2 separate regions of the Mus musculus genome follow, and region 1 is linked to region 2. A link is a contact called in public HiChIP or PLAC-seq data. All regions are on one chromosome and are shown on one strand. Each heading gives the region's core, a stretch centred on a gene start, on an enhancer-like site or on the middle of the called end of the contact. The rest is flanking DNA. Distances are from core to core; before and after follow the strand shown. Region 1 overlaps Tmprss2 (transmembrane protease, serine 2). Region 2 has its middle 75 kb from the start of Bace2.

The links. HiChIP or PLAC-seq counts read pairs in DNA pulled down with a chosen protein or histone mark.
Region 1: a FOXA1 HiChIP or PLAC-seq map of pancreatic cancer cells shows a contact between it and region 2. The contact joins two enhancer-like sites. A contact is called at or near these places in 2 of 484 Hi-C or Micro-C datasets (Th2 cells and embryonic stem cells) and 1 of 115 datasets of contacts at active chromatin or transcription factors (pancreatic cancer cells).

The regions. Positions count from the first base shown.
Region 1 is chr16:97,589,223-97,595,878 of GRCm38.p6, reverse strand. Tmprss2 (transmembrane protease, serine 2) reads left to right here. Exons shown (of 14, transcript NM_015775.2): 4 at 4,369-4,455; 5 at 4,940-5,059. Among named protein-coding and RNA genes, the nearest start is that of Tmprss2, 19 kb to the left of the region's middle. Within about 2 kb of position 1,593, at least 47 of the 459 cell types and tissues checked have an H3K27ac peak or open chromatin away from gene starts, as enhancers often do. A contact at or near this core is called in pancreatic cancer cells, where this site is marked.
Region 2 is chr16:97,277,941-97,284,634 of GRCm38.p6, reverse strand. No RefSeq gene overlaps it. Among named protein-coding and RNA genes, the nearest start is that of Bace2, 75 kb to the left of the region's middle. Within about 2 kb of position 3,179, at least 18 of the 459 cell types and tissues checked have an H3K27ac peak or open chromatin away from gene starts, as enhancers often do. A contact at or near this core is called in pancreatic cancer cells, where this site is marked.

The sequences.
Region 1 (6,656 bases), core at 344-2,843, 310 kb before region 2:
TGGAGGCCAGAAGGTGTTGGATCCTCTAGAGCTGGAGTCCAAGGTATTTTCGGTGGTTGTAAACACTCAACATGAATGCTAGGAACCAAATTCGGATCCTCTGGAAGAGCAGTAGATGTTCCTAACTGATGGCTATTTCTCCAGCTCCACACCAGCTTTCTAGCAGAGTTGCTGCTTTATGAGATGAGCACCTGTCTGTGTGTTTCATGTATCGTTCAAGGTTGATACAAAAGTGAATCCTGTGGGCCACCCATACTTCATCAGCAGTCATGTGATAGACCTTAGGCCTCAGGAATCTGTTTGTCCCACTTGGACATTCCTGGCTTTCCTGCTGTCCCTCTCTACATCTGAGTGGCTCTTCTGTTCTTTGCTCTGATCCACCTCTAGTCACTTGCTTTCTTTCCTGTCTGCATGAACTATTTCATCTTAGCCCAGCTGAGGTGCAGAAGACCTGGCCTTTCCTTGCCATGCTGGCTGGAAGAAAGTCAGGGCAAGGAACTGTTAGTTATCAGAAGCCAAAGAGCCCCATGTAAGGCTGCACCTCCAAAAAGACTGTCCTGCCTTCAGTGGTCAGCCCAGAAGGCAGAAGCATCCCGGTGTACCCTACTGAATACTTTTGCACTCCCAGGGAGTAATCAGGAAGTGACAGATGGGGGGTGGGACATCTTAGTTTTCTGTCAATTGCCTATAAATAGGGAGGATAAACACTGAGGTGCGATTTTCCATTATAAACCTGCATTGTAAAATCTCTGGCTGTGCTTTGATAAAATCACTATCTGATAGTTATCCATTCAGACTACAGTCTTGGGCTTCCCACCATTAGCCTACCAGAAGTACAGAATGACCCCCTTGTCCCAAGAACCGGAAAGTATTTTAGTAATTTTATTTTACTATTTTTCACTCACTTTGACAATGTTTTTAAAATCACAGTACTGGGTTAACTGTAGTAAAGAGCATTAGCTGTTCTCACAGAGCATCTGAATTCCTCTACAACTCCAACGGGAGGGAATCCAATGTTATCTTCTGGCCTCTGAGGTGTACACACACACACACACACACACACACACACACAGAGCGAGAGAGGGAGAGAGAGAGAGAGAGAGAGAGAGAGGAAAAAGAAAAAAAGAACATGTTATTGCTATTAAGGCATCAAAAACTACATCTTTGTCAGAATGACATTAAGCTCTGAACCTGTGTCCTACATTATGTTGGTAGCACAACTTTAAATGTTGGGAGTATAAGGACATTCTGCTTTGGATCCATCTGTTTGCTTTAACAACTGTCATGGAACTTACCCATTTGAGTGGCAGTGAATGCACCTGCAAGAGCCTTTGAAGATCAAAGTCAACAGTCCTGTGATGCAGAGATGCCATAGGGCTGAGTCAACAGGCTCTGTTGGGAAGGATAGATATAAATGAACAATGGTGCAGGACTGAACCTTGCAAGTCTATGCTGTGCAGACTGTAGCTGGTGACAAATGCCTGTTCAGAGGTGAAATGGGGGTTTCTTGCTGCACACATGGTCCTGAGTGAACCAGCCAGACTGTGACTCTGCACATGCCCCAACAAGAGGTGAAGGACACCTGATTTAATCTCCCTTACTCACCAGCCAAGTTACTGATTCAGTGTTTGTTTTTTTCCCGCTGAGCTAGGTTCCTGAACATGCTAGGCAAATGTTTACCACTGAGCCACATGGGCAGTTTTAAGCGAGTCATTTTATCTCAGGTACAATGGCATGCAGATAAGTTGCCCAAAGAGGAAAATGTACTTGGTAGTTCATCAGGTGAGCCATAAGGAATTTCTCTTGTGGGTTTCTTGGTGGCTCCACCCTGGTGCCTGAAGGCACCGTCACCCCTCACTGCATTTTGATAAAATCACTGCCTTGTGAGGTTTTCAGACCCAGGCCTCCCCTATGAGGCTGCTGAGAGTTCAGGTTGCCTGCTTTAGCATAGGAGCACAATCCCTGTTGATGGGGATGAGGACCAATCCCCAGGCATTTTTTTTTTATACCATTAGCAGGACGTAGGAACCAGGTGAAAGCAAGTCTTTCAGTCCTAAGCAGGTCAGCTTGGGTCACTTGGCTCCAGAGCCCAACCCCAGCCTGCCTTTCCAACTTCTGGAAGCACAGTGACACTGCAGCTGGGGTCTCCAGACCTGAAGGCTCTTTCTAGCCTGGGAGTGTCCATTTTAATGATATTTCCTATGCTCTGTATTCTATCTCTCAGCCTTTCTTCCAAGAAAAGATCCAGGGACCCCACCCCTTACCCCCTGCTAGAACTTCATCTGGAGAGGGAGTTGCTGGGAATGACCAGCCCCTCACTGTGAAGATGCCAAATTTTAGACTCCCCAGGGCCCCTTCTCTGAAATCAGGCCTTTTCTTTAAACCTTGATACTTTTGGCTGAAACCACTGTCCAGCAGTGCTACCCCTGTTTGCTATGGATAGAAGAAATCAGTTAGGTATTGGAAATCATTCTCTAAATTATTTTATTCTTAGCTGAAATTTTTTATTCTTTCTTTATGAGTGCTTGCACATACATAATGTGCACCAAGTGCATGTAGTACCCACAGGGGCCAGCAGAGGGCACTGGATCCCTTGGAACTGGAGCCAAGGTTAGTTGTGAGTCACCGAGTATGTGACTTGTGCAAGGGCAACTTAACTACTGAGCCATATCTCTGAACAAAGAGTTCCTTCTTTGTTTTTTGTTTGTTTGCTCATTGCTATATCTCTGAACAAAGAGTTCCTTCTTTGTTTTTTGCTTGTTTGCTCATTTTAAACATTTATTTATTTGTGTACCACAGAGTGTGTAGAGGTTAGAGTAGTCTGTTGGATTCAGCCCTGTCCTTCTACCATGTAGGTTCTGGGGACAACTTAGGTCATCAGGCTTGGCAGTAAGTGCCTTTATCTGCCAAACCATTGTAAACCCCACTGTGGCAGGCTGAGTGATTCAATTTATACACTTTAGTTTAATTCCACTTAATTGTAATTACTGAAAGAAAGTGTCAATAGCAGTAAATGGCTAGTGGCTGTCAAATACCACAGGGTTCTTTCAGCAGCCATGGGATGTAGAGAGAATCTCTGAAGCATCACCGGTCAATAAAAAACTGACGGCCAATGAGCTGTAGCAGGAACTAGAAGGTGGGACATCTGGTAGGGAGAGAGAGAGAGAGGAATTATGGGAACTAGTCAGATGGGGGAGATTTGCCTCTAATTCTGGAGGAGACAGCTGTATAAACCTGAGGAGAGGTAACTTACCATGTGGAAGACATAGAATAGAATCAATAGGGTAATTGAGTTATAGCTAGTTGGGGAGCAAGATGAAGCTTATGGCCTAAGCATTTATTCATAAATAATTTGTCTTGGAGTGGTTATTTCTGGGAACAAAGTGGCCAGGAGGAAAAGCCCAAAGTTACTAGGGGAAGGATAGGTGCTCTACCTGAAGCCCCTGGCACCCCCATGATGTGTTGGGGGACAGTATTATATGATTTGTACTTGCAGTTGCTGACACCAGGCAGCTCTCCTTTTCGATCTGGGTGTTTGTTTGTTTGTTTTTTGTGAGCATTGGCCCATTTTCAAACCCTCCCTAAGGTGATGTTTTAAGAGCTTAGTGTTCTTGGATTTCATTTCAAATTGGAGCTTCAGCTTCCATTTCCCCCAAGCACATATTTTCATGCTGCAGAAGCCTTGAGACTCCCAAGTGGCGCCCTTAACGTTCAAGCTAACATTTGCATGTGTGTGGCAATACTGTTGCATAGGGTGGTTGTGTAGCTCAGTGGTAGAACACTTGCCTAGCATGAGTGAGACACTGGGTTTGATCCTTAGCAGCACGAAAGCAAATGAATTAAATAGGTGCCTTTTCTTCCCTAATGTGGCAAATAAATGGACCCACACACAGTCAGTCAGTCGCTAAACTAGGACTTCTGGCTGCATGACAATGTGAATGAGTGCTCATAAAATCATTCGGCTTCTCAGGCTCAGTGTGGTGTTCCATGAGGAGCATGCAGAATCCAGCACCTTATTGTAAATAGGTGTCTAACTGGGTGTTTTCCCCAGCCTTAGGTAATGCAAGAGTTCTGAGCAAGTTTAAAGGTGCCCAGGTTAAGCTGGCCTTGTTGCTATGTGTAGCAAGTGAACTTTGGACTTGGACTTCTGAGATTTTCCCCTTTTGCTTCTCCTCCTCCTCTTTGTTGTATTCCAGGCTGGCCTTAAACTCTTGCCCGTGTCCTCACCTCCTGAGTACTGGGGTTAGAGGCAGGCATATGCAATCATGCCCAGCCTGACATGTGGTATTTTCAAGTCAAAATGACTCTAAGCATGGCAGAAGGACCATCTTCCTACAGCACTGACCTGAGCACCCCTCTCTTCCGCAGAGTCTAAGAAATCGCTGTGTTTAGCCCTCGCCCTGGGCACTGTCCTCACGGGAGCTGCTGTGGCTGCTGTCTTGCTTTGGAGGTTCTGTAAGTTTGGGGCTGGACTGTGTGCATGGCCGTGACTGTGACCTTCTCCCCAGGCTGGAGGAGCCACCTGATGCCTCCCAGATTGGTTTCCATTGAGGGCAAGGCTGCCTTTTCCTCCCTTTTCTCCATGCACCTATTGCTGTATAAACAGTGTATGTATTCTTGCTTCCACAAATCTGTAGCTTGTGGGAGTCTTAAACTAGTTCTCTCATTCAAGTAGCAACAAGGTTGTACCCTGCTGTTCATTTCCTCCAACAAGGTCACACCTATTCCAACAAGGCCACACCTCCTAATAGTGCCATTTTCCAAGAGCCAAACTTATTCAAAGCGCTACATGTAGCAATGGCATGTCCTTTCCTTGTGAGGAGGTGGTTTTTCCTGTTCACTGGACTTGAGGGTGAATGACAAGACTCCTAAGGGCTCTGCAGTTCCTTGGATGCTCAGCCTGATGAGTTTTCCTCCCTTTCTCCCAATACAATGCCAGGGGACAGCAACTGTTCTACGTCTGAGATGGAGTGTGGGTCTTCAGGCACATGCATCAGCTCTTCTCTCTGGTGTGACGGGGTAGCACATTGTCCCAACGGAGAAGATGAGAACCGTTGTGGTGAGTTATCCCTGGCCCTGGAAGCACTGATCTCTTAACATCTGCCACAAAGTGGCAGTTGGAGACAGCCAGGCACGGTGCTGAGCCCAGGCTCAGGATTGTGGTTTTGGCCCTGCAGCATACACAGTGATGGGCTCAGTAACTCAAACACACATGTTCCCAACTGCCTTTGGATGACAGTTAAAACAAGCAGGCTGTTGAAAATAAGTTAGGGTGCACTATGCTGGGTTTTTTTATTTTTTTATTTTTTGGTTTTTCAAGTCAGGGTTTCTCTGTATAGCCCTGGCTGTCCTGGAACTCACTTTGTAGACCAGGCTGGCCTTAAACTCAGTAATCCGCCTGCCTCTGCCTCCTGAGTGCTGGGATTGAAGGCATGAGCCACCACTGCACTATGCTGTTTTTAAAATGAGTGTCTTTAAGATTGTGCCCAGTGTGACAGCAGTGAACAAGTATATTTGACCCGTCCAGCAGGTCCAGTTATTGGAGGGTCTCAAGGGGACCTTCTCCTAAGAACCAAATTGGGGGGGGGGGGGAGAGAAAAGATGGACACCAAGTACGAGGAAGGACATGGAACCATTCTGAATAACATCAAGGTGTCACTGTGTTAGCAAGGCTCAAGGCTTAAATGCACAAGCAAAAGGGGACGTACTTCTCAGCAGGAGGAATGGGGCAGCGGAAATTTTTCTTTTGGCGACTACTCGGGGAAGCAGGAACTTGGTGGTATCAGGGTGCATCTTGAGGTCAGGACATCCAGTGCTGACTTAGGGCTGGAACCATCTGTGGTTGTTCTCGGAGTGGTGCATAGGTGGCCCACTTTTGACCCCCTTTTCTTCTCGGGGGGAGAGGCCCAATTCAGAGATCAGGACAATTGTGTTGTCTTAATAGCTCCCAACATCTCCCCCGTTTTAATATTTTTATAAAGGCATATTGTATAATAAATTTGTAGCCACGTTTTTAACGACCACCTAAACGTCTGTTTGCTCACCGGGTGATTCTCTAAAACCACGAAGGACACAAAGACAAGTCATCTATGAGGCTTGAATTAACGGTTTCAGTCTGTTGGGTATAACCTGGGCTAGCCAAGGGATTTAGGAACAAAGCAAGCTCCGTGGGTAGAGGTAGAGGTCTGATCCCCAGTGTGCAATGTTAGGGGCCATGTACAGGATTGACTCTCAGGCCCACAGATTTTTACCCAGAGTAACCCTGACCTGCTCCCATGCCGTTTTTCCTGGGAGAAGGACCCTAGGGCACTCAACCTTCATGCAATCAGACATGCCTCTCAGAGACGTCTAACAGCTTCCAGACTAATCTCTGTGCAGTGCTTTAGCCTTACAACTCTCACGGGCGATGGCTTCAAGTTCCAATTTTTCGATGTGTCTGTCTTGGGATGACTGTTTATTTTCCAATGTGGCGAGAATGTATATTACCATGTCGGAAGCACAGACTACGGCAATCTATAAATGATTCGTGGCATGAGACTGATGGCCGAATTTAGGGGGAGGGGAATGATCTTACTTAAGCATTTTATGGAAATTGAGTCTCTCTCCCCGAGACGAGGGTGATGAAGTGGTATCCACGTCTTACTCTTCTCCAGTAA
Region 2 (6,694 bases), core at 1,930-4,429:
CCTCGGTTTCAACAGAGCCTGTGGGCACTGACAGACAGCAAGAGGCCTCCTTATACCTGACAGCACCCGCCTCCCCCCCCCCCCCAGAAGCATACACATCTTTGGGCTTCAGCACTGACTTTCAGGGGTTCAAGTCCTCCAGCTTTTCCAGAAAGGCTGCATCAGTGACAGTCTGCTTGCTCCACTCTGACACATGGTGAGATGTCAACATCTCCTAGTTACCCAGGCTCCCTTTGACTTGATCTCCTGCTTGTAGCTCAGTTTCTAAGCACCCATGCAACAGCACAAGAAGGTGTCACAGCTCCCTGAAATCCCAGAACCTGGAAGACGGAGACAGGGGATCCCTGAAGTAAACCAACTAACTAGACTAACAGAACCAGCAGGCTCTTGGCTCAGGTGAGAGATCCTGGCTCACTATACAATATAGTGAGTGACTAAGGAAGACATCTGATATCAACCTCTGACCTCCACAACACACACACACACGCACAGGCTCACACACACCACATGCACATACAAACCATATACTATACACACACCAAAGACATATATACACATACACATGCATGCATGCATGCAAACCATATACCATACATACACATATCACACACATACACATACCACGCATATATACACACACACCATACACACACATGTAAACCATACACCACACACATACACACACTCATACCCATCACATACACACTCAAATCACATAACACACACACACACACACACACACACGTGTGCACACGTGAGAAAGCACAAGGAAAATTTATGTCGTGTTGGATATCTCTTCACTTATGAGGGTTCCCATTTTATTGTCATTATTACTACACAGTAATTTTTGTCATCAAATCATATCTGTGGTTGTGATCAGTGGTGTGGTCCTGATTGCCATAATAACTGATATTTGTATTTTACAAGTCTTCAAAATAATCTTCTCTGCATTGTATCTTCCTTCTTGCATTTAAGGCAGAATTTGATTTACTTAGAAGAGTTATTGAAACACAGACTTCTAGATATCTATTGAATGTACCTGCTATAATGATAGAGGGTGACATATGGGCATTGTGTGTGGGGTTGAACACACCTTCTTTGTTCTATACTTTCACAGTCCAGAACAAGGCCACTAGGGAGGCCTGGGTCTGGATCCAGCCTTGACTCCCCCAGGCTCCCACACTCTGACTTAATTAGCCCCACTCCTCAATCTTCCTCCCCTGCAATCATTTCATAATGGTTACATCTAAGCCACTAGTTTTATAATCTAGATAATAACACACTTTGTACAGAGCTGTGGATAATAGCTGCGTATTTATAATCCACGCTGTGTGTGTTTTCAGCTTTAGAAACATTGTATTTCTCATAGAATTCCGAATCCCCACATGATCTTATTTTCCCCTCAATTGCTGCTTCCTCCTTGCTGACGCAGCTGCGAGCGTCCATCAGCTGCCTGGGAGACCTGACTGGATCATCTCTGTATTCATGGCCCTTGCTCTGCCTCTCCCTCCCATTGAAGACTGTGTTAGTGCTCATTCATCTCCATCCACCGTGATTGTACTTAGGAAACAGATCTGATGTCTTTGTTTTCATCGAGTATCGGACTAATCAGGGTGCTTCAGAGGTAGCTCTAAGAAGACAAACACACACATACATGTGTGTGTGTGTGTGCATATATGAGTGTGTGTGTGTGTGTGTGTGTGTTTGTGAATCACTCAGGGTTCTTGAAAGAAACAGAGCTGGTAGAATGGCCATACATTGTAAAAGGGGGTTTATTAGAGTGGTTTACAGGCTATAGTTTGTGTAGTCCAATAATGGGTATTTCATATCAGAGAGGTCAAGAATTTTGTAGTTGTTCAGCCTGTGAGACTGTGTATGTTTCTGCCAGCCCAGTCAGTGCTGCAGCTCTGGAAGGTTCCTTGAGAGTTGTTGGTCTTCACTCTGCATTGGAATCTTGAAGAAGTAGGTACTGATCCCGGCAAAGAAATACCTTGGTAGCCAGAGTGAGGGTGTGGAGAGCTGTGAGCAATTGCCATCATGAGCCTCCGCTGTGCCTAACTGGTAAACAAGTAATGTGCACAGGTGCAAGAGTAAATTCATGCCAAGTCACTGCCCATCCCGGGGCGTGGTGATGAGGCTCTGGGAGAGCAGCCAATCAGGTGTGGACACGCCACACTAAGGTGTATATAAGCAGCACCTTTTTGGTGCTTGGGGTCTTCCTCTTCATGTTGAAACTCGTGTAATAAAGTTGCTGCAGAAGGATCCGGTTTCTCACGCGTGTGTTCTTGCTGGCGAGACAATAGCGCGTGTGAGATGAGGGCAAGCAGGCAAAAAGCAAAAGTTGCCTTCTTCCATTCCTTCTATTCCGGTTTGCCACTGGAAGTCACATTTAGGATTCGTTTCCCAATCCCAGTAATCAGATCAAGAAAGACCACCATATCCTGCAGCCAAGCTCTGATTCCTCCCTCAAGTCCATCTGAGGAGAGGTGGAGTCCTTGGATCAACAACTAGCTCATGGGTGGCAAAACGGAAGACCTCACCCTTGTCGCACTGGCCAAGCCCATGTTTTGGATTCTGAGTCACTGGCCAGTGTGCAAAACAAAAGCAAAAGCGGTGCAGTCTGGACTAAGTGCTCGCTCTACTTAATGTTGGTATGAAATGGATACTGGGTAATGTTTAGAGGTCAGCTCTGGTCTGACTGCTATGAGCAAACAAGCAAAAGGCACACGTTTGCTAAAAATTCTTTGGAAACTCATTAGTCATCAATCAGTAAATCGAGGCGTGTGCTTCATAAGCACAGGAAGTACAGACTTTCCCCTTGATAGCTTGATGTGACATGTGACCCACAATCCCACACACCAAGGCCTGGTCTGCAGCCTGTGGTGCTGTTGTGGAGTGGTAGAACCTTTAGTAGAAAGCAGTCAGGTCACTGATGGCCTGCCCTTGGTGGTGATATTGGGACACTGGCCCCTTGCTCTCTCCCTCTACTTCCTGGTGCTAATATACACCCAAAAGGGATGAGGGCAAGCAACTGTAGACTGTATCTCTGATGCTGTGAATCAAAGGGAGCCTTTCTGCTTTTATCTGGTGATCATGGGTATTTTGTTTTAGTAACTGAAATATGACTCATTCTCCTTGGTATTTTCACAGTTTGCTCTACACAGACCTTGCTGAGTGGACCAGGTATCTCTACCAGAGAGCAGCCTGGCATGTCATGGGAACTGTTGACTGCATAACCTATGTTTACCTTTAAAAAATAACTTATCTTTTTGGTTAAATACTTTTATTGATTGAAATTGTGAAAATTTAACTAAAGTAACTCATGCCATGCTTAATTATAAATGAATCTCTATGCTGTGGTTTAGTTTGGGAAATGTCACTGTTTCATGGACTCTGGAGAGCAGGTGAGGATACTGGATGACATATTCAAGTATTCATTTTATAGACATTTACCTTTCTATCATATAGGAATTAAATGCTCATTTGAGAAAATTCCAAAATTAGAAACTCTACTGGGTATGGTGATTCACACCTACAGTCCCAGCCAGTACTTAGGAGGCTGAAGCAGGAAGATCCTAGGTATACAGGATCTCATAGTCTGATTTCTCACGCCTGGGATATACAGTGAGTTCTGGACCAGCCTGGACTATGAAGTGAGCTCTGATCTCAAAAAAAAAGGAAGAAGATGAGAAAGAAAGAAAGAAAGAAAGAAAGAAAGGAAGGAAGAAAGAAAGGAAGAGAGAAAGAGAGAGAAAGAAAGAAAGGAAGGAAGAGAGAAATAGAGAGAAAGAAAGAGAGAGAGAGAAAGAAAGAAGGGCCGGGCGTGATGCCGCACGCCTTTAATCCCAGCACTCGGGAGGCAGAGGCAGGCTGATTTCTGAGTTCAAGGCCAGCCTAATCTACAAAGTGAGTTCCAGGACAGCCAGGGCTACAGAGAAACCCTGTCTCAAAAAACAAAAACAGAAACAAAAACAAAAACAAAATCTGATGAGAGAGAAAGAAAGAAAGAAAGAGAGAGAGAGAGAGAGAGAGAGAGAGAGAGAGAGAGGAAGGAAGGAAGGAAGGAAGGAAGGAAGGAAGAAAGAAAGAGAGAGAAAGAGAGAAAGAAGAAGCAGAGGAGGAGGAAGAGGAGGAGGAGGAGGAGGAGGAGGAGGAGGAGGAGAAGGAGAAGAAATAGAAGCACCATGGAAGAACTAGAAGTTTGGATATTTTCATATATTATAATTTTAAATTATATTATTATTATAATGTGTTGTTTTTCCTCTTGTAGTTGAGGACAAATGCATGTATTCATTCTCACAGGGAAAGTAGTCGGAACAAGTGAGAAACTGTCTCAGAGAAGGATGAATGAAGATCCTTATATTTTAGTCAATAAACAATTTTATGGGTTGGAGAGATGGTTCAGTGGTTAAGAGCACTGGCTGCTCTTCCAGAAGTCTTGAGTTCAATTCCCAGCAACTACATGGTGGCTCACAACCATCTGTAATGGGATCTGATGCCCTCTTCTGATTTGTGTCTAAAGACAGCTGCAGTGTACTCATATAAATAAAAATAAATAAATCTTTAAAAAACCAATTTTACAAATACAAGTACTGACTGGACCATGGGAAATAAATTAGAATATATATAAATATTAAGTAAACTTTGGAATGATGGTAGATGTGCCTCAGTGTATATCTGCATGGCCTTGGATCATAGGGGTTTAACCTGGGATTCTTTGACTCTTAAGAGTTTTACAAAATCAATACACTTTCAGTAGAAACTGTGCTTCAATTCTGAATTTTGATCTTATTCCAGGCTAGTAGTAGCATGTGGTAGCATCCTTCAGTGATGTAGCTCCCAGCCAGCTGCACAATCAAGAGGGTAAATGTGTATGTATGCTTGTGAAAGTGTGTGTGTGAGGGTAAATGTGTATGTGTGTGTGCATGTTTATGTGAGGGTAAACATGTGTGTGTGTGTATAACTCATCAATGAAATACTTGCCTAGAATATGAGTGGCACTGGATTCCACCATCAGCACTTGAAAAGAAGAATGAGAGTGAGAGGGAAAGTGGGCACTGTGGTGGGCTCTACTGCTAGGCTGTGATGTGGGTCAGGTTAGGTGAACTAAATGCATTTCATCTTATGCTTATCAAGATAGGATCTGTCATAACCACTTGCATATTATGAATATTTGTGTATGTTAATCACAGATACCTACTGTAACATACTGTGCATATACTGGAGAAAAAAATATAGCAGATAGAATGGTATATGCAGTGACCAACAATAAGACATTCTATCTCAAACAAGGTGAAAGGTGAAGACTGGTACCTTGGATTGTCTTCTGACTGTTACATATGTAATAAGATGTCTGCTTGCCAGCACTCACAAGAACATGTATGCACACACACATACACACATGAGAGAGAGAGAGAGAGAGAGAGAGAGAGAGAGAGAGAGAGAGAGTCAGAGACAGAGAGACAGAAACAGAAACAGAAACAGAAACAGAGAGACTAACCAAAATGCATCATCACACACTACATACTTAGGAAGTGGCCCAATTAACCAACCATCCACGCTGTGTGAACTTGAGTCCTAGTGTATATGTTCAATTGCACTCTTACTTCTGGCACTTGTAGACATAGTAAGGTCAGGAAGTAGCTAGAACTTGGATATTCCCAAAGGACAGATGAGACTTTCATTATCAGGGTCCTCAGGGGGTAATGGTAGGTAGGTTAGCCATGGAAAAGTGTGTGATGCACTGTGAGAGAGCTGTGCTCTGTGGAACTGACACTTTGCTCTTCAGGATGCTCTGACCCTGTCCCCAGGGCAAGGACTGTTTCCTCTTTCTCCAGTACTAGGTTTTTGTAGACGTTTTATTTCTCTAAGAAAAGGTGAAGTCTAATCAGGTCACAAGAATTGATCATGAGTGATGTTGGGCAGAGTCACCTGGGTTTCGGAGATGGGGCCACTGAAGGGTCATCAGCTTCATCCAAGGAAAATGGTTTGCTTCAGTATTTCCCAGCTGGTGGGCAAAGAGCTTGTCAGAAAAATCACACAGAATGACACGCCATGCATGTGGGGATTAGACTAGTCAGATCACAGGCTTTCATGCCCAGGGCCAGGTAGGATCCCTACTAGTTATTAGTTATGGGGTCTCCTTGGAATGACTCCAGTATCCTTGGGAAGTCACCCAGTAACAAAGGCTGAATATATATCTTGGAGATGAGGTTGTGACCTGTCTCCTGTACCAGGAGAGGAGGTCAAGGCTCAGGGTTGTCATAATGATTTGGAGCAAGCCCTCAGACCGGGGGTTCTTACCCATATGATCATTGAGGAGATAAAATGTAATTTGGATAATATTTCAGAACTGAGGGTGCATGTCTGGAGAGATGGATCAGTCAACATAGTACTTGTTATGCAAGCATGAGGACTTGAGTTGGATACCTAGCATAAAACTCAGGTGTGTTAGCCCTATAATCCTGGTACTGGGGAGGCAGAGGCAGGAGGAAGCTCAGGCTTCATTGCCCTGATAGCCTATCCAAGTCAGCCAGCTCCATGCTCAGTAAGATCACCCTATCTCAAAAACTAGGGCGGAAACTGATAGGAGAATATGTCTGACATCAACCTCTGGCCTACAGCCCCCCACCCCACATACACACATACCATACACACACACACACACACACACACACACACACACCATACATAC